5 separate regions of the Mus musculus genome follow, and all the other regions are linked to region 3. Evidence: chromatin contacts called from public Hi-C data. All regions are on one chromosome and are shown on one strand. Each heading gives the region's core, a stretch centred on a gene start, on an enhancer-like site or on the middle of the called end of the contact. The rest is flanking DNA. Distances are from core to core; before and after follow the strand shown.

What was found. A called contact is a pair of places that touch in the nucleus more often than the background predicts.
Region 1: a contact with region 3 is called in a Hi-C map of liver, with 6 times the contacts expected there. The contact joins two enhancer-like sites. A contact is called at or near these places in 2 of 39 promoter capture datasets (both in liver) and 5 of 484 Hi-C or Micro-C datasets (all in liver).
Region 2: a contact with region 3 is called in a Hi-C map of liver, with 5 times the contacts expected there. The contact joins two enhancer-like sites. A contact is called at or near these places in 1 of 39 promoter capture datasets (liver) and 6 of 484 Hi-C or Micro-C datasets (all in liver).
Region 4: a contact with region 3 is called in a Hi-C map of liver, with 6 times the contacts expected there. The contact joins two enhancer-like sites. A contact is called at or near these places in 2 of 484 Hi-C or Micro-C datasets (both in liver) and 1 of 9 other capture datasets (embryonic stem cells).
Region 5: a contact with region 3 is called in a Hi-C map of liver, with 3 times the contacts expected there. The contact joins two enhancer-like sites. A contact is called at or near these places in 3 of 484 Hi-C or Micro-C datasets (all in liver), 1 of 115 datasets of contacts at active chromatin or transcription factors (differentiating embryonic stem cells) and 1 of 9 other capture datasets (embryonic stem cells).

Annotation. Positions count from the first base shown.
Region 1 is chr9:74,791,135-74,795,449 of GRCm38.p6, forward strand. It overlaps Gm33562 (a long non-coding RNA gene), which reads right to left. Exons shown (of 4, transcript XR_870924.1): 4 at 1,448-1,539. Among named protein-coding and RNA genes, the nearest start is that of Gm22315, 11 kb to the left of the region's middle. Within about 2 kb of position 2,462, at least 4 of the 459 cell types and tissues checked have an H3K27ac peak or open chromatin away from gene starts, as enhancers often do. A contact at or near this core is called in liver, where this site is marked.
Region 2 is chr9:74,670,853-74,675,301 of GRCm38.p6, forward strand. No RefSeq gene overlaps it. Among named protein-coding and RNA genes, the nearest start is that of Gm40533, 38 kb to the right of the region's middle. Within about 2 kb of position 1,974, at least 5 of the 459 cell types and tissues checked have an H3K27ac peak or open chromatin away from gene starts, as enhancers often do. A contact at or near this core is called in liver, where this site is marked.
Region 3 is chr9:74,323,206-74,328,041 of GRCm38.p6, forward strand. No RefSeq gene overlaps it. Among named protein-coding and RNA genes, the nearest start is that of Gm33459, 200 kb to the right of the region's middle. Within about 2 kb of position 1,761, at least 11 of the 459 cell types and tissues checked have an H3K27ac peak or open chromatin away from gene starts, as enhancers often do. A contact at or near this core is called in liver, where this site is marked.
Region 4 is chr9:74,653,867-74,658,604 of GRCm38.p6, forward strand. No RefSeq gene overlaps it. Among named protein-coding and RNA genes, the nearest start is that of Gm40533, 55 kb to the right of the region's middle. Within about 2 kb of position 2,280, at least 6 of the 459 cell types and tissues checked have an H3K27ac peak or open chromatin away from gene starts, as enhancers often do. A contact at or near this core is called in liver, where this site is marked.
Region 5 is chr9:74,700,881-74,705,418 of GRCm38.p6, forward strand. Gm40533 (a long non-coding RNA gene) reads right to left here. Exons shown (of 3, transcript XR_870920.1): 3 at 2,877-3,572. Among named protein-coding and RNA genes, the nearest start is that of Gm40533, 8.3 kb to the right of the region's middle. Within about 2 kb of position 1,326, at least 5 of the 459 cell types and tissues checked have an H3K27ac peak or open chromatin away from gene starts, as enhancers often do. A contact at or near this core is called in liver, where this site is marked.

The sequences.
Region 1 (4,315 bases), core at 1,212-3,711, 470 kb after region 3:
AATGTCATGGGGCCATGAACTTAGAATTCATGGGAAGGGAAAAAAAACAAAAACAAAAACCTAAATTAAATCAGAATCTGGTCATGTCCTGCCTTCCCTTCTCTGGTATGTGGGAATGAGGGGGAGTGTGGTAGGCTGAGAGCACTCACTGGACCGAGTTCATCATTTCTGCCCACTGCCATAGCAGCCTTCAGTTAGCTCCTAGTGAGGCTTCCAGCCTCTGTCTGCAGCAGAATGGCTCCCTGAATCTGAAGCTAGGATTGCCCATTCCCGGAGCCTGTCCCCGCCACTCTTGACATCCAGCCTCTTGGAACTCATGTGGGATTAAAGTGACTGGTAAGCTGGGCACGCATTGTAAACACAATGCTCTGCAAACATGAGAGGCTGAGTTGAATTCTCAGAACCTACAGGGAAAAAAAATCTGAGTATCGTTGTTCATTGCCACAACCCCGATACTGGGAAGTAGAGACAAATCCTTGAAGCTCATTGCCAGCCCGCATAGCAGGTCTACTGAGAGAGCCTGTCTCAAAAAACAAAAGTGGAGAATAATCAAGGAAAGACCTAATGCAGATGTACACACATGCAGGCACACTCATATCCACAGCCATACACCACAAATACAACACACATACACACACATACTTTATTACAGTGTGTGTGTGTGTGTGTGTGTGTGTGTGTGTGTGTGTGTTTGCATACATAACAAAACCCACATGTGGAGGTCAGAGAACAGTTTGAGGGAGTCAGTTTTCTCCTTTCACCATGGAAGACACAAAAAATCAAAATTAGGTCATCTGGATCAACAGCAAGTGCCTTTACCTACCGAGCCATAGCACTGGCCCTAAATTTTTTTCATTAAAAAAAAGTAATAAAATAAAGTGACTAACGAGCCAGGCACACAGTCAGTGCCTCGGAATCTACTCCCATGGAAACCCTCTGATCTACATCTTTACTTTCTTCCATTCCCTTGTCCATCCCAGGGAAGGAGTGGCTTCTCCACTACCACTCAGGACCTACCTACGCCTGAAGCACAGACACCATGCGTGGGTCACAGGGTAGGAAGCCAGCCTCTCTGCATCCTGGCCTTGTAGGCCATCAAAGCAGTGGCATCCATGGCAGGGCAGCAGCTGGATGCCCAGCCACTTCTCTCAACATGGTCCTGAACTTTCTCTAAGCTAAAGATGTTCTTCATTGCCCAGTTAGGGTAGAGAGAGCACAAGGAAGAGAGAATGGCTTGTTGTGTGGCACGGGGGACCAACAGTTTGTTCTTTCCAGTGTGGCCTACAGCACAGCACTTCCAGACACTAATTCCTGTTGTCAAAAGACCCTAAAGAGTGCATAAAGGCATTTGTTTATATACTCCCATTTCTAATACATAAAATAGACTTACTCTGTTGTGGTGGTGGTGGTGGTGGTTCTTCTTCTTCTTCTTCTTCTTCTTCTTCTTCTTCTTCTCCTCCTTCTTCTTCTTCTTCTTTTCCTCCTCCTCCTCCTCCTCCTCCTTCTTTCTTTCACAAGAGATATTTTCCCCTGCTCTGCCTTTCAAATGCAAGAGGAGAATGAGAACCTGAGGATCCCCAACCTTCATTCATGAATAATCATTTTTTTCCTTGTGCTTTTTTCACATTGCAATGCGTTTAAAAGGCGCTGATAGAGTGCAGACCTGACGACAAACAAGTCACGGGTGCTTTGAAATCATTTCGAGTCACCAATGTTTTGATGCCTTTTTTCCCCTTAAGCATGATGTCTTTCGTGTGAATAGTGAAAAAAAAATGTTTGTAGTAACAATTGTGGGGGTGGGGGGAGGAGGCATAGGAGGAAAAAAAAATAGAAATCCTGTTTGTGTCCATAGGTGCATTGCTGCTGTGAGGGGCTGCAATTTGACTTTGCACAAAAAGGGCCACTGAACAGAAGGTCAAGCAGCTGTCCATTTCCATATCAAAGACACTATCAAAAGGCCAAGAGGCAGTTCACCCAGCAGTCCTTTAGCAAACAATATTCTTCTCCCCTCTCATTTATGATATGTTTTTTATTGCCAAAATAGTTGAGCAAGAAGTTCTCTGGTTCATTTTCTCAGAAACACAAGTGGCTTGTGTGAGGTTGTTGGGACACGTATTCGTTCACAGAATTGGAACTTTTAAGTAATGAGGAACCATTTGAGGACACTGTTCAAAGGTTTTGCAGCAAGGTGACAAACCACAACTAAACCCAGAAGATCCAAGAAGCCCCCAGCTCCACAGTACAAATTATCACATCTGTGAGAGGAGAGCTTTACAAACACCTCAAGGATTCAGCCAGAGCCCCTTGCAGAAACAACGGGAGGAAACCACAGAACATTGGAAACTGAGACTTGTGCTGCTGGATCTATGAACTATTACATCACACCTCATGGGTGTTAGCAAGAGCCAAGCTTGGCCAATCCCTATTTGTCATGAGCCTGTCAGATTGCAACATGCCACAAAAAAGGAGGAGAACTTTGGAACCTTGGGAGATGGCTCAGTCTAGATGCTTCCCATCACAGGGACATGAAGACCTGAGTTCATCAGAGACCTTATCTCAAAAAGCAGGGTGTGTGCAGAATGATTGAGAAAGACACCTGAGCTGATGTCACTCTCTGACTCCCACATGCACACATACACATGCACCACACACATGAACACATATGCACACAAGTGACATGCACACACACACAAAGGCCAACTGGAATACAGATGGGCTGTCACCAAGGCCATCGCTCAGCATTGGTATGCTCTGTGAGCTTTGAGATGAGCAGGCCTCTGGCCACCACTAAATACACTAATTAATTAATGGAGATGGTTGGTGGAAACAGCCTTACTCTATGACCAGCCTATTGAGGGGATGGGGGCAGATTGGATCATGTGATCAGACCCACCAATGCAAGAGTCAAAGCCACATTCGCCCACTGCTCCCAGAAATGTGAGAAGAAGCTAAAGAAAGGTCCGGTGCTGCATGGATGCAGATGTGACACAAACAGCTGGGATTAGGGGAAAATCCAAGGTACAAAATAATTGCTTGAAATGAGTGGTCAGCAGACACCGATTATCATGACAGGAGGAGCATAGCCAGTGAGGTTTCGAGTCATGGGCCAGGCCAGATATTCAGGGTCTTAACGTTCCTGGGAGCTGTCTTTAAAAAGTCCTCACTTTGCCATCTTTAACCCTTTTCTCTGTAAAATGATACAAATGGCTTCTCAGTTTGTCCTTTTACTCCCACAGCAGCAGGGGACTGGATTGATCCCTCCCGAATGGCCAGTCATTAAGGGCTCAGAGCAGCCATGGAAATCACGTAGAGGTCAAGGTAGGGCAATTTCTTTGCTGCTGTGGCCATGCTTCCAAGGGGGAGGGATGCATTTATATGTAACAACTACTCTATTTTGAAAACGTGTCTTGCTATGAAGGAAAATACATTTACTTCCAAAGGTGCCAGCAGTTTTGAATTATGCCACAGAAATCTGATATAATTTCCATTTCCTTATTTCACCTTTAAAGGAGCCTTATTTAAATCATCGGTCATGTTTACAGGACCAAAAGGTGTCTTGCTTTCTTTTCATTTACATTTTTCCAAAGATGCTCTGTCTCCAGTGCTTAAGAGAAATGTCTGTGGGTAAGGAGACAAATAGAGGGAAAGGAAAGAGAGATGAGAAATGGGAGACAGAGAGGGGAAAGGGAAGGGAAGGGAGAATCTGAACTTGGTCCCTGCACAGGCTGTTTCAAGAAGCAACTTCGGGGAGGCTAGAGAACAGCTGAGTTCGGATCCCCATGAGTGTGTAATCCCAGCTCTGGGAAGAAGGAAACAGGTAGATACCTGGGGACCTCTGGCCAGCACGTCCAATTGCATCAGTGAGCTTCAGGTTTAGTGAGAAACCTTGTCTCAAAAACTATAGTTGAGAGCAACTGAAGAAGACTTTAGGTTTCAACTTCAGGCCGGCACACATGCATGCACTGGCCACAAACCCTGCTCCATGCAGGCTTAATGGCAGTGTTGGGGCATCTACCTTCTTTCTTTCGTCAATTAAAATAAAAATCAGGGACAGGCAGCAGCCTGGAAGGTGACTCCACAGTTAAGAGCTCAAGACCAGAGTGTGATTCCTAGTGTCCACATCAGGTGGCTCACAACCACCAAGTGTTCTGATGATCTCTTCTGGCCTCCTGAGGCACCAGCATGCATGAGGCATTCAGTCACACAGACATGAAGTGACAACTTTGGAATTCTGCTTTCTTTCGAAAACATAGAAATATTGTAAGAATGTGCTTTCATTTTAATCCCAGGTGTAGGGATGTGGGGCTACTTCAGA
Region 2 (4,449 bases), core at 724-3,223, 350 kb after region 3:
CTTGAGATTGAATCCTAAGCCTGTGTTTGCTAAACAAGCACTGTCCCACTGAGCTCCATCTCCAGCCCAAGAATACACTTAGTCTTATAATAATGCTGTTACCACAAAAGCTGTCAAGTTAATGAAGATGATAGATATGATAATAATTCCAGTCACATGTTTCTTGATGAATATGTAGATCAAAACAGGACATGTATCAGATAAGTAGATGTAATTATTACCTTTCAGTTAAATACAATAAAACTAAATTTTAAAAACCACTTCAAATTCATGGACCATGAAGAGTAATGTTGTAAGGTGACTGAATGGACAAGACACTTAGCATTGCTCAATTCTTGCTCAGACTTCTCTTTTAAGAGTAATAATTATTTGATTTATCTGACTTGACTGGCATTTTATATCCTAGCCATTCAAACTTGCCGTCTTACAGATTCAATGGAGACATTGCAGTCCTCTATGGTAGCATGTGATGCACAAGCTGATGGTAAGCTACTCTTCTGAGTGCTGACCAATGACATAGGCCACCATGGGGGGTCTGATAGGAGGCCAGGCTGGCAAATCCATTGCCCTGCAGGCATGTGGGAGCTGGGCTGCAAGAGAAAACAAGACTGAACAGTATACCCAGATGTTCTACCAAGAGCAAAGGTTGGAGCTAGGCATGCTTCACCAAGGTTAAATCAACACTGAACATAATTTGTTCCCTGGGCACCTTTATCATGATGAGCATCTCATGAATACATCATCTGAAAGTGGCCCAAAGTCTAAGGTACCGTCCTCTTCACCAGAAAGCAAATGTCAATGTTTTCCACGAACAGAGTCCAAATGCCAAACTTGAGAGGAAGCACTTGAATTAATATGCTAGTTAAGCAGCACTGACCTATCCCCCACATATGCTAAGCAAAGGGCACGGACTCTGGGCAGCTTCCAACCCACTAAATCAAAACCAAGTGTTACGCAGTTAGTGTCCCATAGAGGATCTGTCCCTTCCATGTTGTGTTTAATTTCCCAATGCTACTACCTGGAAAAGAAAGCAGGACATAACTGGTCAAAGGTTGTCAGAGTGCAGCAAAACTTGATAAGACCAATGGAGTTCTGCCCTTGTTTAGAACAGCAAAATGTCCCCGGGGATGGGGAGGGGTGATACAGTAAGTAAAGGATGTAGAAGACTCACAAAGCCGGAAGTGTATGTTAGACTTAGGGTTGGTGTGTATCAATCACAACATGCTATTCCCTCATGCTCAGAAGAGATTAATCATCTAGATCCAGTTTTGGTGCTTCCTCAGAGTTCATACACCAGGTTGGGTTTGGTCTGACCTGATCTCCATTCGTTGCTTTGCTAGAGTCTGGAGTGATTTGATGTGGTTTGGATTAATTGGTCGGTTGTGCTGGTTTGGTACTTTGGCTTGATCGGGTCTTATTTGGTTTGGTTTGGTTGGTCTGGTTTTTGCCTTCAGGCAAGTTGTTCCCTTGAACACAGTGTGGCCAAGGAACACAGGCGGACTGGATTTTCTTTGCTGCCAATGATTGTACTACAAGGTCAGCGTGTGAACAGTCCTCAATGATTGGAACTTCCCTTGGTTCAGGGAACAATCACTGAAGCTTCCAGTATCTGTTCCAGCTGAGTTAGGCAGACTGTGGTCAGTCTTGGGGCTCTGAAGTGTTGCAATGATGAGCAGAGTGTCAATTAGCCGACCAGTTTCAAGGCTGAATTCAATGTTACAACTCAAGCCTGCCACTTAACCATTTTAGGATCTAATCATTGTAAAACAAAAGTGAGCTGCCGTCAAACGACCATATCCGCAAATATGAAGTAATTTGATTAGTCTTTAAGAGATTTTTACATCAGTCAGTCAATTTAACTACCAAGAACTTGTCCAATGATTAATCCATGTGCTAGGAAAGCAAGAGGGGGAACTGTTCGCAGAAAGAGAAGGAACGAGGCAGAGCAGGGAGATAGGGAACAGGGGGAAGGACAGTGGGGGAGGAGAACACAGCAAAGTACATGTAAGAAAACACCATGGTGAAATCCATTACTCTATGCTAACCTAAGAAATTAATTAAAAGAAATTTCACCAAAAGTTCTTAAACATAGAGTTCATATGAATAACCTGATACAACAGGGGTGTAGGTAGATTTTTATGAAGAAAATCATGCACTGCTGTTTTATTGTTTCATTCTTCCAAATAGACGCAAACCTGGCCAAAGAAGAATAGTAAAACTGGGTGTAGGCCATCCTTCTCCAACCACAATCCCCCTTTATACAGAACTCTGGTGCCCAAGGATTTGCTTCTGGCCAGCTCCTCGGACACTGGGAAGATTTCACTTTCAGTTGGTGTGCAGAAGTCTCTGAGTCCCTCCAAGTGGGGTACTTAGCAAAATGAGAGCATTTTTTTGTGTGCCGAGGATGTAGAAAGAAACAAAAAGAGACATGGGCAGAGGGTTTACAGAGTGGTTGACATCTCTCTGTCTCTCTCCATGTGAGCCTTGGCTGGGAAATGCCCTCCTGTGCCTGGGAAGCAGGAAGCAGAGCCATGAGTGCAGGGCTGAGCCAGCACAGAGCTTGTAAATCTCTGTTTGTTAGGGAGAGAAGGAGAAATACTGACTCAGTCACAGGAAATAGATTAAATAAAGTTTCTTCCCAGAAAGACGAGGCCAGCTTAGCGCTTTCCATTTTGTTCCCGATTACTCATCTTTAACATCCAACTCACTGTATCCAAGGAGGACCTGAGAGCTGAAAAGGAGCAGCTCAGAGGAGATGTGTCAGAAAAGAGACCATCCCCCAGTAGCTGTCAGCTGTCATTTGCTCCCACACTCAGCATCTGGACCCAGCAGCTTACACCACACACATGTTCATTTGAGCAGAGGGTACCTGGACTTAGTGGGTGTTGTTTTATTAAATTGGGATGTTGTAGATATTAATTTGGAATGGAATGGGAGGTATATTGGGGAGTTGGAAAAAAAGGAAGCGTATGATGGGTATGGCCAAGATAGAACGTATATATGTATATGAAATTTTCAAAAATAATGTTAGTAAAAAATATAATTTTAAATTCATAAAAAGAAAAGAGACTAGTCTGGATGTATTTTCAATATAAGTATTATCTGCAAAAAGAGAGGGAAGGGGAAAGAAAGAAAAAGTATTTTTTAAACTTAAAGACTGAAAATATTTTCAGAAAGTAACTGCGGTGTGGTTTTTATGGCCAACTAAGAATGAGAGGCTCCCAATTGGCACTCCTGTTACCTGGTAGGTTAATCTGTTTATTTTCAACTCATGAGATAATTTAAAAGGTTTTTGAATGCTTGTCCACTTCCTCTGTCCCTTAATATCTTACCTGTAAGGTCATCTGATTTCCAATCATACATCCTTCTATCTGGGGCCTTTCAGATCCATAAGCATTTTGAAGCAACCCCTGTATTGTTTATTCAAGTCAATGGACTGATCAGTCACTAGGAAAATATGTAGCGGCACGTAGGTGGGAGGAGCAGGGACAGGAAAGGGCCTGGAGAGAACAAAGTGTGCTCCTGGACCATGAAGAGCTCACTGTATACTGTGAGGAGCAAAATGACAAACATCAAATGGTCGATAGTCCAAGGGGAAGAAGAGAAACCATGCATGGAGTATACGGAGCACTGCTTGTATAAGATTGACATGGGAAGAAGGTTCTGGAAGTTTTGATTGGTAATGGAAGACCCAACACTAAACTGCACCTTGAAAAACATACTAGTTTGCTGAAAAATAGCTAGTGTGCTGTGCTAAAACTGGAAAGCAGAGAAAGGGGTATTGAAGTCAAATTTGTGACCCATAGAAACATTCTTAAAATGCTTACAATTGGACGGCTCTTCATGATTAGAAAAAAACTTAATAAGTTAAATATGGAAAATGGCAATTAAGCATAATAAAGCTTCATATGAACAACACATAAACCACATTGGAAGGAATGAGGGAATGTCAAAAGCTTTTCTATGACTGGGGAAAATGTAATGGGTCTATTTTTCATGTTTCTATCCAACATTGTCCAAGTCTGCTTTCTGTTGTTGTGATAAACACCTAAGAAAAACCTACTTGGGGAAGAAAGGGTTTATGGGTTTATTACCTCTTCCAGGTTACAGTGCATCATTGAGGGACCTGAGGACAGGAGATGAAGCAGTAAGCTGCAAGCAGGCACTAAAGCAGAGACCATGGGGGAACACTGCTTACTGGCTTGCTTCTTCTACCTTGCTCAGCAACCTTATCTGTGCAGCCCAGGCACTTGACTAGGGATGGTACCACGCACAGTGGACTTGACCCTCCTATATCAATTATCAATGAAGAAAATGCCCCCAAAGATATGCCTCTATGCCAATCTGATTAAGGCAATCCACCATTTGGAACTCTCTTTGTAACTCTGGGCTATGTCAGGTTGACAGCTGAAGGTAACTATGGGAAGGATCATTCTAGAAAAACTAGTC
Region 3 (4,836 bases), core at 511-3,010:
CTTCACAAATTATAATTTTAGAAGAAAATGTTTGCTAGAGTTCTTTAAGACTTTCTGTCGTTATTCCTAATGATTCTTGCAAACTTAAATTTTTAGCTGTGGTACATCTCTGCAGTTGAACCAAACAATTCTCAGATTAAAGGACTAAGAAATCAACAGTGTAAACACTCTAGTGTGTGTGTGTGTGTGTGTGTGTATTTGTATACCCTACCAACATAATTTATTTTTAAGTAATTGTTTTATTTTGGAAATTTATATTTCATTGTACTCAACCTGTCAGACCACGATAGCCATGTCTTACTATTCAGCTACACCCATTCAAATTCTTCCCAGTTCTGTCCTCCATACTTAGAGAGAGAGAGAGAGAGAGAGAGAGAGAGAGAGAGAGAGAGAGAGAGAGAGGACATCAGCATGCAGGATGCCTTCAGAACATTTAAGTTTAGCAGATCAAGGTATCAAGATAGGGGTTGGGGCACTGGGGCTGTGGGGTTCCTATTTTTCTGGCTAATCTTCTCTAATCTTCTCCATCCTTCTCTCTCTCTCTCTCTCTCTCTCTCTCTCTCTCTCTCTCTCTCTCTCTCCCCCCCCTCCCCTTCCCTTCCCTTCCCTTCCCTTCCCTTCCCTTCCCTTCCCTTCCTTTTGCCCTGTCTAATAGAAGATCTACTATGAGGGAGGAGATCATGAAGGCTCTTGATTGTGAGTGAACCCTCTACAGAAGCAAACTGTCCAATCTGTGAAGGGAGAAAAATAAATAAGTTTCTGTCCCATGGAATTGAATAAATGTCACCAGTGGCTACACAAAGGAGTTGCTCACAGAAGTTGAGCTATTTAGTCTCTCTCTCTCTCTTTCTCTCTCTCTCTCTCTCTCTCTCTCTCTCTCTGTGTGTGTGTGTGTGTGTGTGTGTGTGTGTGTGTGGTGTTGTGTTACTATATGCCTTCCATATACAGTTGGTATTTGCTTCACATTTCCAATATATGCTAATATTAGTATCCTTCTCAATTGGCATGGGCAAAACTGTGCAGTCTGGGGTATGTCTTTCTATGCTGGTCCTGACCTTTCACCTGAGATACCTTTGCTGTCCTGTGACCCATTCCACCTGTCACTAGAGCATCGCCATGGTTAAATTTTTACAGAGTGAAGAATACATCATTGCAAAGCAAACATTTCTGAGATTTTTTTTGCAACTGTGTTAAAATGCAGCTTGGATATTATCAGATACGTGTATTTACCCTGTGCTGTGTCCCACACAGCTTGTAAATATTTGATAAGTGTTACCTTCTAATTCCTGATAACATTATGAAAGTGCTAAGAAATGTTATGGCCGATAACCTTGTTCTGAGCCTGCGATTCACATTTACCATGTAGGGTTATTGATTGACTAGAACAAAATGATTTTGTTTTCAGGGAAACAAAGTCTCTCAGAGGCCACATTCAAACTTTCCCTTCATTTAATTGTACATTTTCCAAGGACGAAGATAAGATTTTTTTTTTCTTGCTGTCTCGCAAGAAGGTCAAGCTGGGTCTACGTAGACCAAATATTTATGACATGCCCGAGTGTGCAGTTCCCTAATGACAAATGTGTGGTGATGTGACACAGGGAAGCTTTTTTTTTTTTTTTTTTTTTTGTGACAGTGATGTTGACCGTCTGAGTTGGGCATTTACTTAGGCTGCGTTGCTGGGAAGCGAGTACCTGGTTCTTCATGAAGAACTGCATTTCCCAGTGAGCGAGGTCACATTCTGAGGTAAACCCTCCAAGCTCAGCACAGCCGGGTACAAAGGCACCATAGAATTAGAAAGAATCAGCCATTCTTGCACAAGCCTGAGAGAGCTTCATTCCAAGCCTTTGTTTGCATCAAACAAATTTAGTTCATTGGATAAAGCATCAAATAATTGGCCCATGGATGTGAGTCAATTAGTAAAGGGTTTGCCTCACACACAGTCAGCTCAGAGTTCTGTTCCCAGCAACATGATCGTAAACCAGATATGGTGGTGCCTATCTGTAATGTCAGCATTTGGGTGGTGAGGGCAGAGGATCCAGAGTTCAAAGCTATCTTCAGCTGTATAAGGAGTTAGAAACCAACCTGGGCTACATAAAACTCTGTCTGAAAAAAAAATAGAAAAAAAATCAAATAAGTTAAAATTTGATAGGAGAATATTTTAAAAATCTGCACACTATACCTGTAGTTGGTTAATATAAAGATTAAAAAATATTGCATGCTATCAACACATAAGATGTCAATTATCATAAGAAGCAGCAACTATAAGAACCACAAGGCAGACTGGAAAATCTGCGTGGTGTTCTTTTCTATCTCTGTACTGCTTGCAGCAAGAGTGTCCCATCAGTGAAAGTTCAAGGATCTATAGCCAGCTATGATGCTTAGAGATGTCAGCATAGATATTTGACAAAATTTTTATTTTCAAATTTCATGTATACATGTCCTAAGGATTAGCCACACATACAATGCATCTGTTTCCTGAAGCTATTGGTTCTATTTTTTTTTTTTTAAGAAAAGAAAGACGTGTTTTCTTTCTCATGACTTTAAAAGCTTTTAGGAGCAAAACAACGCCTTGATTTTTACTTGAGGTAATCTCTTAGTATGTCCTGTAGTATTTTTGAGGAACTGGAAAGCTGTTCTTGCTACTGTCCTGTGCCTGCAGCAGGCAGAGCAGGCAGAGATCACATCATGTTTCTGCCCTAGGAGCCAGATGTGTGAGAGGCAAATCAATAATACGGAAGCATTTAACAGACCAGGTAATGAAGAATTCCTGATAGTCCCCATATATGACCATCCCAAGTCCCTTCTATCTCTCCCTATTTAATAGTTTTGTGACACTGTGTGCTGAAGGAGTTGAAACATGACTGCTTCAGCAGCCACTGGGCTTCACAATCTGGGGAGATGCAGTCTGAAATCAGGAGATATTTCACAAGGACCAGGTCAGGTAGTAGCGAAAGAAAAACACTGAGTCACCTCATCAGTATTGGGTAAACAGCAGATGGCAAAATGGCCATTCCAAACAGCAGAAGCAGCTCAAAGTATAAAGCCAGGCCAGATGACTTCTTTTACCAGGGGCCCTTTAGTTTCAAGCTTGCCAAAATGATTACAGTGGATATTTACCAGGTAAAAGAATGGCTTGTGTCCTTCATGGTGTGCTCTGATTTTTAATCTCTGGAAACTTTACAGTGAAGGTAGGTCATTTAAATGCAAAGAGTTACACAATTTATTCTTTGTCACCAAATAAATAATAGCATAGCAGTTTAAATGTAGACTCTTCTGTCTCCATTGAATTCAGCTGTTATCCCTTCCAGTGAAGTTTTCTCATCTATGAAAGCAGACTAAAAATGAAAATGTTTCTAAACTTCACAGTCCTATGCTGGGCCAGCAAAATGACTTCCGTAGGTAGAGGTGTTTGCTGCCACACTTGAATGTGACATGAGGGACCCATGTGATAGAAGGAGAGAGACAACTTTTACAAGTTGCTATTGGACCTTCACAATGAATTGTACCATGTGCATGCCACACAAACACATATGTACAAATAAATAAATGAAATAGAAATAACTTAAAGCATGATAAACTCAGTCTGTCTAAAAATGTAGAATTCATTTATCATGGGACTTCACCTCAAGAAATGGCCAATGTATTCAGCCAATAATACCCTAAAAGGAAAATTAGAGACTATAACACCAATAAACACTTGTAAGATAAATGATGAATAATATACAAACATGGGGGAGGTCACTGATAATTGAAACAATTAGTGCTGGAAAATAGATTGGAATGCAGTCTTGGAAGGAAGGGAAAGCCATTTCCTGTCACAGTGTGAGAGAGGCTGTACCCTAGAGTTCAGGAGGACATTCCACAAATATTTACAATACCCCATAACAGGTTCTGGCTATGATATATGTTATCCCTAATGCTATTTTTTTTGAGCAATTTTAAACTGCTTCATTCTGTAGAATAGAAAACTAATAATAGCAGTCTCTTGAAGGACTGATAGTATAATACACATTATGGGGCTTTGAAGAACAAAACCCAAAAGGCAACAGAATGCGCTGTGCATTTGGCATACAAGGCTAGGACTGGAGTAACGAGGACACCAGGAGAATGCAATGTAAGGAAAGACCCAGCCTAACAGAAAAGAGAGCTTCCAGATACAAACCCACTGCTTCATTTGCTTTACCCTCATCCTGGCATTGGGACAGATAGAGGGCAAATAGGTTTCCATAGTAACCTAACAAAGAGAAGGTGAATGACAGATAACACATGATGGCACCAAGCAGTTATTTGGGAGCCAGTGAGATGGTAAGGACTGTAGGACAACTTTAGGTTCTGGAGATAGAACATTCTCATAGCTTGAGCAGATAATGTAGCGGTTTGGCTGGATTTTAGAACACAAGCCACTGGGTCTATAGAAGTTCAAATTGCTCTATTTCATTTAGGATTTGGATAGAAAGAATGACCAGGATGACTGCATGCTGTGTTAATTAAGTCTCTATGGCTATGATTTTTTTACAAAGCATCTTTTGGGAGATAGGGGATGTTTTAGCTTATAGTTCCAGAAAGGATGCAGACCATCATGCTGTAGATATCAAGAAGATGAGGCTGGATTGGCTGTTAGGAAGATAACTAACAACTTTTCATCTCCCCCCAACACGTACACAGGGAGCTGAGTAACAGAGTTACTTCATACTTAAGAGGTCTTTGTTGTCATCCAGTGTCCAGCTATTACATGAGGAGGCAGCATTGAGGGGAGTTGATACTTTATTACAGGAATACTTGGGCATAAGTTTTGAGAAAAGTTAATCAGAAAATTACATGCTGTCAGGATGTTGG
Region 4 (4,738 bases), core at 1,030-3,529, 330 kb after region 3:
GAAAGTCCTGCCTAATTGGGTTGGCTGCCTTAATGGGCCAGAAGTCCACAAGTCAGAGTGACAGATATATTCAATTCAGCCATCTGGAATTGGCTGTATAAAGGATAAAATAAAATGGGTCAGTTTTTCTGGGACCACTAAGACGTCTATACCCAAATAGACTGAAGGTGTCTGTCTTTGTGAAACTGTTTGTGACAGTGTTACAGTAACTTTAAACTCTTTGTCTTGTTTTCAAAGAGTTAAAAACCAAATAAATAAAATTATTCATTTTTAACATCCTTCTTAACTACTGCCAACCAACTAAATTTGTCATGAGTTTCACCAATCATGTCAAGTTCTCTTCCAAATTCCTTTACTATATTAAAAGTATCCTTTGCAGGTTTTCACTAAGATATGAGCTCCATTTTTTCCATCTTCTCAGAATATCACCAGATTCATGCAATTAATTACATTCTTATCTGTCTAAATGGAGTAACTGGTTCTGTAGTGTGCTAAACATTTGGGATTTAATAGAACCCAGCCTTTAATGTTAACTTCCATCTTTCACATCAAAGCCTATTGAAATAGTCATAGAAGAGATGGAAATAGCTTGTTCCATGATGGATCCACCCTTATAATTCTTTCTGTTGACTGTCTCCTGCCATCTCTACTTTACATTTCTACAACACAATAAGCACTTGCCAGATAAGTTGCTCTACAGACATCTGTATTTCAGACTCTCAGAGTAGAATGAGACAAAGGTATATGGTGGAGGTGTAGAGCAGTCAGGTGCCTGTCCACGTTACTATGGCCCCCACCAGATCTCATCCTACCCAGGAACGGCACCCAAACTACTGGCTACATGAGATGTAATGAGTTAATAGTGTCCCCCAAAATTCATGTGCACATGAAGCCTCACAATTTCCCCTTGTCTGGAAATGGGATCTTCAAAGGTAAAATTTTGATAAGAATGTCATGGTTAGATGATCTTAGGATTAGTCTGGTTCAAAAACAAGGACCCACTGAAATTATTATCTGTCTAGTGACACACACATTACTGCATTTCCCTTGTTCTGTTACCTCACAGAAAATATCTCTGTAGGATATTTTCCTGGCTTTCCATTCATTTTTTTGCAAGTAGACAGTGTTTTAGTGATGCTGATCTTGCTCATACACCTTTTTGTTTCTACTCTAACTGGTACACCGCCAGCATTCCTACAAGGGTGTCCACCACTAAGACCAGCACTTTTCATACCTTTGTTTCAGCCAGCAAGATTTTAAGAGTCATTAAAGCTAATTTGCATATTCTTAAGGAAATCACCTTTTGGATTAAATTGGCCAAATAACTAAGATGATATTTTTCTACACTCACAATCAACCAAGCTGATAAAATAGGGTTTTAAAAGATGTGTTTTATATGTTATGCATGGATTCTGTATATATATGTATATATATATATATATATATATATATATATATATATATATATATACACACACATGAGTGCAAAGGCTTGTGGGAGCAGAATCTACCTACAAACAATATGAGCAGGTGCCATTCAAACAGAAGGTAAGCATATGCATGACTGGAAGAAAAGTCAAATCAAGACAAGCTCACTCCTACAGGGTGTAGAATTCTGTCCAAGAAGGTAAATAAAAGCAGGGTAATGGAGCTGGAGAGATGACTCAGTGGGTAAGAAAGGACACGATGACCTAAGTTAGAGTCCCCAGAACCCACAGTGGGATAAGTCAGTGGTCAGTTCTTTCCCTTAGCATAGACTCTAAGTCTCTGGTATATAAATCAGCTCTCATTCTCTGAGTGAACCTCTTTGTTTCTAAGGCTTCTTCTCTATTCTCAGTTTTTTCTGGTATCATATGTGTGCTCACTGAGGACATCCAGCATGCTAGACCTTGGTCTTAGGACTCTTGCATGGATTTATCTGTCAGTACTAGATGAAGCAGCTGTGTTTTCTAACCCCATTTTACAGATGTGAAAACTAAATTATCCAGAGGCTAAATTGTCTGGAATCACACATCTATGAGAAAGATGGATTCTAATGCAAGAAGTAAATCTCCATGCCAACATGCTGAGCCAAGACTCTGAGATTCCTCTCTGTCAATTGATGGTTTGCTCTCCTCCTCTGTGTAATGCTATTGGGAAGACTGAGTATCATTTCAGCATTTGTATTAGCATTCAATCTGTGCCCTGGCTGCATGGCTCTGACAAGCTCTGATAATAGTGACTGTGAGATCTGATCCAGCCACATCAGATCTTGCTGGGACCTCAGGCATTGGACTCAGTCCCAGACAATAAACCCAGTAGGCAGAGGAGCCAAACCCCAGCAGCAGCAAGCAGTCCTCTTCCTTTGGCCATGCACCCAGGAAGCATTTCGACTTCTGGAAAAGAAAGAAGAAATCCTAAAAGGAGAAAGGGGGTGGGGACATCATGCCTTAGGAAGAGAGTGAAGGAAGCAATAGGAAGGTGGATCTTTCTTTTTTTTTTCTCTCTCTCAAGAATCTCTGGGTATGAGGAGGGGTGGGAGAGAGAGAGAGAGAGAGAGAGAGAGAGAGAGAGAGAGAGAGAGAGAGAGAGAGAAGCAGCGGCAGCGGCACCAGCAGGGAATGCTGGAGGGTGGACTTCAGTGGCTGAAGTATCTACCATTGACCAACAAGGTAAATCAAATCTGCTGCCAATACATTCTTCTGCCGTCCAGATAAAAACGGCAGACTAAGCCGCTGAACTTTCACCCTTCACCCCCGCTCTTCAAGCCAAAGTACAGATTAAAAAAAATCAATAACCCCAATCGATGGGAAAATATTTTTAGTCTCTAACTGAACGATATGTTTTGACAAGGCCAAGGAGGAGCACAAAAGAATGGCAAAAGATAAAAGACAGAAAATTAGGAATTTTCTTTATTAGGCGAGTTGGAAGCACCAATCGCTCTCTCTGTCCCCCAGTGACATCCGTCCAAATTACCTAGCAGTAAAGAAATACAGTGTAAGGAGATGGATTTACAAAATGGAATGATTCGCCACTATGCACCTTACAACCTGCGATTGCTACCGCTTTCCGTTACCATTCTCAAGAAAGCAACCCAGAAATGCCTGCGTTCAGAACACAGAAGCATATCCCCTAAGCAGAAAGTGCAAACAATGAATCTGCCGAGTTCTCCGCCCCCACCCCAACCTGAACGCACATCCACCACTAAACACGTCAGAAAGCGTTTAGAATCCTTCCAATTTGGCTCCATTTCCTCACAAAATATCCACTGTTTTTCATAACCCAGGACCCTGGAGGCACTTTCATAACTGAGCAAATTAAACACATCGTATCACTGGGTCTTGTGAAGCCTTGAGCAGTGATTTATTTTTGTGCCTCACCCGAGCCTGCTGTATTTTCTAAAATTATTTCACTTTTTCCCACCTCTATTGAATAAAAGTAATGAAGAAGCATGGTACCCAAAAGAATATAAACAGGAGTCACACAGCAAGGTCGTTCGTTTATGCACAAGAAAATTTTGGAGCCAGGGAACAGCCCTAACAACCAATTAACATGTTCAATTATTTATGCCCGTCACGATTGGTAAAGAGATAGATTTATGGGATTCAAAGAATCTATAGAAACCCGATAGACTGAGGTTGGAGCACTAGCAGCCCATTTGGCTTATTTATGCATTTCTTTCTTTACTCTCTGATATCAATACTCCATCTATTGTCCAGTGGTCTTTGATGTGAATTTAATGACTGCCATTTGACTACAATTCCATATTTGGTTCTTTTAATAGAAGCTTGGATATATATTTCTTTTATAAACACAGACTTGGGCTGAGGGTCATCACCACATGCTGGTAGCCAATTCAACTCACAAAAATAAAATCAGTCAATCCAGTAAAACAGACTGCCAGGCTCACACTTCACCATCATGTATTTTTGGCACTCTATGCTATACGACTGGTCAAATCTGACGTTGTTAGTAAGTCACTTTATTGTTAGGATCAACACATCCAAATAGCAGCTATCATTTTGGAGGATGAAGAAGTGTAAATAGGCCAGTTTTCCAAGATTAACCCCATAAGATCCCACACCCTGCCTTATACACCTGGATCCTATTTATCCAAGTGGCAGAAATCTGCCTAGGCTGTTGTTACCATCTCTTAACAGGCTCCCCATGTAATAGGAACTTGCCATGACTGTTAGCCATGGGCTTCCCTCTCTCTAACCATAAAATCATGATCTCTTTCCTGAGCATCTGCTATGTATGTCGGGCTCTCTGCACCTCACACTTTCACAAGCCTGATTTCATTGGTCCTCAGAACAAACCTACAAGATAAATAGTACTAATGCAAAATTGCACAAAAGATGAAGTGATTGCCTAAGACTACACCAGCTAAGTGCTAGAGACAGTGGATAAATCAGTGTCTGTCTGATTCTAACATCTACACCACTACCTCATTCACCTATGTTTCTGCTACCAAGACAGAATAGATCTGATCAGATTCGCTGTCTATAGGAGTTGAAATGACCATAGACTCACAGCTGATATTTCACTCATTCTGCCATCTTCAAATGAACGTGATGGGCACTTTAAAGCCATTAACTAGTATGGATGCATTCATTATTTTAGATCCAAAATATTTACATGGCTACATGTCCTGATAAATTCATACCAGGACCCTGGTTAAGGAATATTTGTCCTAGCAAGGTAAAAGATTAAAGCGTTCTAAGTACACATAAGGACATCCTGAGTGCACCTCACCAGG
Region 5 (4,538 bases), core at 76-2,575, 380 kb after region 3:
CTCTGACATTTAAGTTACCTAAGCACTTTGTGGCTTAAATGGGCCCCCAAGCTACAGCTGGCGTCACATGCTATCTCCCTTTAATTTTCTCTAGTTAAAAACAAGATCTCAGTCCCAGAATGCTTATTCTTTTTCACACTCAAAGAAACCCAAGAGCACATACTCACCCCATCTAGTCGATCAGGTTTTTTGTCTCTTCTTCTCCCACACCCCCTCCCCCTCTTCCTCCTTTTTCCTTTTGATCCATCGTGCAGCAATCAACTGTAATGATCTAGTAGCAACCCCGCCCACTCCTTAAGACAGCTGTGATGACTGCTAGGGGACCTTCCATGGTTCAGTTTCAGTCTAGAGAAGATAGGAGACAGCAGAATCAACAGTCTGCAATCCCTGGCCAAACTAAGGCTTTGAGGCACCACTTCCTTCTCAGATGATTTGCATAATTTGGATCTATTTTCCAAGTTCCCTTTCAGTATCTTGTTTTGAAAGGAGGGCTCAGGGTGTGTCATCAGAACAAAAGGTTGATGCTGCCTGTCGACTCCTGCTAAATAATGCATTTGGAAAGAGAGACACCAGGAGACACCAAGGCTTCTTGGCTTCTGCTTATCAGCCTAGACTCAGTTTAATTTCCCAGTTCACACTTCCAAAATCTGGGCAGCAGCAATGTCTAGTTAGCTACATGACCACGTCCTTCAGGGTGGTGGGCGAGGGCAGCTGGGCAATAGAAGGCTGCTAGTTTGTGTTGATTGTGTGGCCTGGCCTGAAGAGCCTCCTGGGACCAGCGGTGGTGTGCAAATTAAAGTCGGCCTGGCCTGAAGGTCAGCAGCCGTCCCCCAGCAATGACTGGCCGTCCCAGCCCACTGCCCTTGAGAAATTGGTATACTGCAAAACATATTTGCTCAGACACAGAGAGAAAACGATTCTTCACCTAATTACATCCATTTGGCTCTGGACACATAGATCCGGTCCCTTTATGAGGAAACAAAGCAAGCAAGAAAGAGACGACCACACTTCTCTGTTTCTAAAAATCTCTCCAGATGTTCTATGGGCAAGCTGTGTGACAGAAGTGAGATGGTATGCCCGTGTGCTTTGTGAATATACATGCTACATAAACAGAGGTGGCAGAAAGCCAAATCATTGCAACCTACTGTAAGACTTCCTTACACAGATAGTGTAGACAGGATTCATCTACAGATGGCTTCTAACCACTAATGCCTTCTCACTAGCCTGTGGCAAAACAGCATTCTCTCTCTGTCGCAGAGGCCTCTGAGCCTGGCAGTTCAGCCTTCAACTCTTTAAGGCCATGTCTTTATTCATTGGCAGAAAAGGCTGTGTTAGCCAAGCATTTCACATGTAAGTGACATCATTAACTAAGAGCCGAATCAATGGGAAGAGGAACCCAGAGGAATGTTCCAGAAGTAACTATGTCATAGTCTGGGATCCATACAACCTTGGGATTTCAGTCTAAGGAGTCTGGTATTTTCAAGTTTGGAGGGGCAAAAACAGAAAGTAGTTTTGCACAAGGAGGTCACAGAGCCTTTGTCTGCTCCGAGGTCTAACCAGACAGTCACCTTCAATCCTTGTCTAATTCTTCCCCGTTCTCATTCCATCTACATTTGCTCCTCCAATTCTATCTTTTTACATCATTCATTGACACTAAAATATGACATTTTTCTCAGGTTTAGTTATCTTTTAACAGAAATCAATGCTAAAGAGATAAAACTCAGCACATATCTCAGACCTTGGTCATGGACGAATGTCAGGTCATGCCAGCTTTTCCGGCATTGCCGAGCAGCCAGGCCTAATAGAGGTCACCACTCCCCCTGACCTGTGCTGGGGTCCCAGCACCATTGCCTATGGCTACAGCTTTCTATCTGTAGTCATGCAAAAGGCTAGAAATCATCTCCAGCATTTGATCCCGGAGCCCTGTGAAAATATGGTCTCAAAGAAATAAGGGTAAGAGGACAGGGAGAGCGGCTTTTGGCCCTCACCTCCCCCAAATTCACCTGAAAAGAAGGTGCTCATTACCACACAGTTACCACGAGGAGGAGCCTTGCAGAAAGCAGCAGAGTCTTTCTCAGAAAGGCTTTTGAAACCCCCCAGTTTAATGGGATTGTACAGCTTAAGAACAAAGAGTTACAAAACCCTAATGTGCCGCTTACGACGTTATCGCCAACCTAGTTTCCAGTCTTTAAGGGAGCACGGTGGCTTTTCTAGTTATTTTGTCTTAATTTGCAAGCAGTCCTGGCTGAATTGTTCATTTATTTCTAAGATCATGTCGTTAGTTACAAGGTTAAGATTCAAACGGGCAGGGGAGAAGAAAAAGGCTAGCTGCTAGCAAGAAAAATGGATCCTGTGACCTTTAGCAAGCATTTTGGTTGCAAGGCACGGGTTTCATTACAGCTAATGGTGAGAGCAAACACGGGCAGGAGTGGGCCCTTCACCTTCAGCCCCACGGGAGTCCCAGCTGCAGGTTCTATCTGGCTCTCCCACCTGCACAGCCGGAGCACCTTTGGGTCTCATTCTAGAAGAGTTTTCTCTTTGTTCTTGACCATAAGCATGTCTTATTCTTGAGACCATAGTGCACCCCTAAAAACAGGCTTGTCTGCCTGGATTCATGAGTTCAACCTTAAGAGAACAATTTTATTCAAATGATGTATACTAATATTTAGCTCGGAAAGAAAGTAGTACTAAAAAAGAGGAAAAAAGGGAGGGGAAGAGGAAGGGAAAGAGGGAAGAAGGGGGAGGGAGGGAGGGAGGGAGGGAGGAGAAAGGAAATATAAAGAGATTAGATTGACAATATATAGAAAAAAGGAGGAAGGAGGAAGAGAGGGAGGAAGGGAAAAAGGGAGAGGTGGAGGGAAGTAATAGAGATGTATGTTATGTTTTAACCTTCAATATATAATAATTCAATATTCAATAATAAATAAAAACATATTAACAGATCTTTTCCACCATGTCTAGTGGTCCATTTGATCCAAACTTGGATTTAAGTTTTAAAAGGCAAAAGAACAGAAGGAAGAGAGAGAGGCAGAAAAAGCAAGAGCGGCTCCTTAAATTCCACCATTAAGTGTGATGAGGGATGGTTTTCAGCCCCTAGACAGCTCAGGGCACTTCATAATAGAATCCAGAGCCTTTCACCCCTAAGTCACTGATTTGAATCCAAGCCAGGACACTATTGACAAAAGGCCATTACCTCTAGGTGCTGTCTGATGGCCCATGTGGAATGACTTGATGCTCCCTGTCCTGAGCCATGTGGACAGTTGCCCACGTCACCTTGTCAGTTTCAAAGGAAAATCAGATGAGCTGATGGATATAGAGACCAAGGCCCTCACACTGTGAGCTGGCGCCCTTCGGGTCAGAGTGGAGGGCACCAACTCCAATGTGTGAATCGGTCCCGATGTCCCTCATCACTTTCCAGGACATCAATCCATCTCACTCCACCATCACCTTCGATAGGGACAGAGGCTTTTTAAAATCATGGCTGGGACTTTAGCCCAGATTTATCTCCATTTTACCAGGCATGAGAGGTTCCCAGTGATGGATGCCACTTATATGAACTCTCAGTTCATCACCTGAAACAGAAAGAAGCAGTTGGTAACACCAGCATCGAGCCTTTGAATATCCAGTGTACAAATCAAATGTTACTGGATTGTGGCTTCTCCCTTGGACATAATGGATTCTACAGTGAAATAAATTATCTGGATTCAGCTAGCACCACAGGCTGGAATTTCTATACAAAAAGGCAAAAACATGTATGTTAGAGATGGCCATGGACACTGCATGGCTGTACATGTCTATGCTAATGAAGCACACATGTTAGAGATGGCCATGGACACTGCATGGCTATACATGTCTATGCTAATGAAACACACATGTTAGAGATGGCCATGGACACTGCATGGCTGTACATGTCTATGCTAATGAAGCTTCACAGATCAGTTATTTAACCCACTGCTCTTTTGTTTTTGAAATGTGAAAACTGACATCCACATAAGCCAAATATCTTGTTAAGAGGTTACACAAATGGGACTGGAAAGATGATGGCTTGATGCTTAAGAGCATGTGTTGCTCTTCTAGAGGACCTGAGTTTAGTTCCCAGCCCTCACATCAGACAGTTCACAGTTGCCTATAAGTCCACTTGAGTTTAGGGTATCACTAAGACTGACCCAGAAGTGCACACACTGGAAAACACATCTGCATGCATATATGCACGCGTGCACACACACACACATACACACAGCACATATACATAAAAGATACAGACACACACATGCATTCACACACATGTGCACACATGCACAAAATATACACACATGTATACCTCACACATACATGCCCACATAGGCACACATGTATATCACAGACATACAATCACACACACACACACAAACACATGCATATACATATTCATACACACACTCAGATACATATATATACTCACATGCACACATTCACACACATGCACATACAGTGTGCACACCCATACACATGCATACATTTATGGGCACTCACACACATTCATACACATATTCATGCAT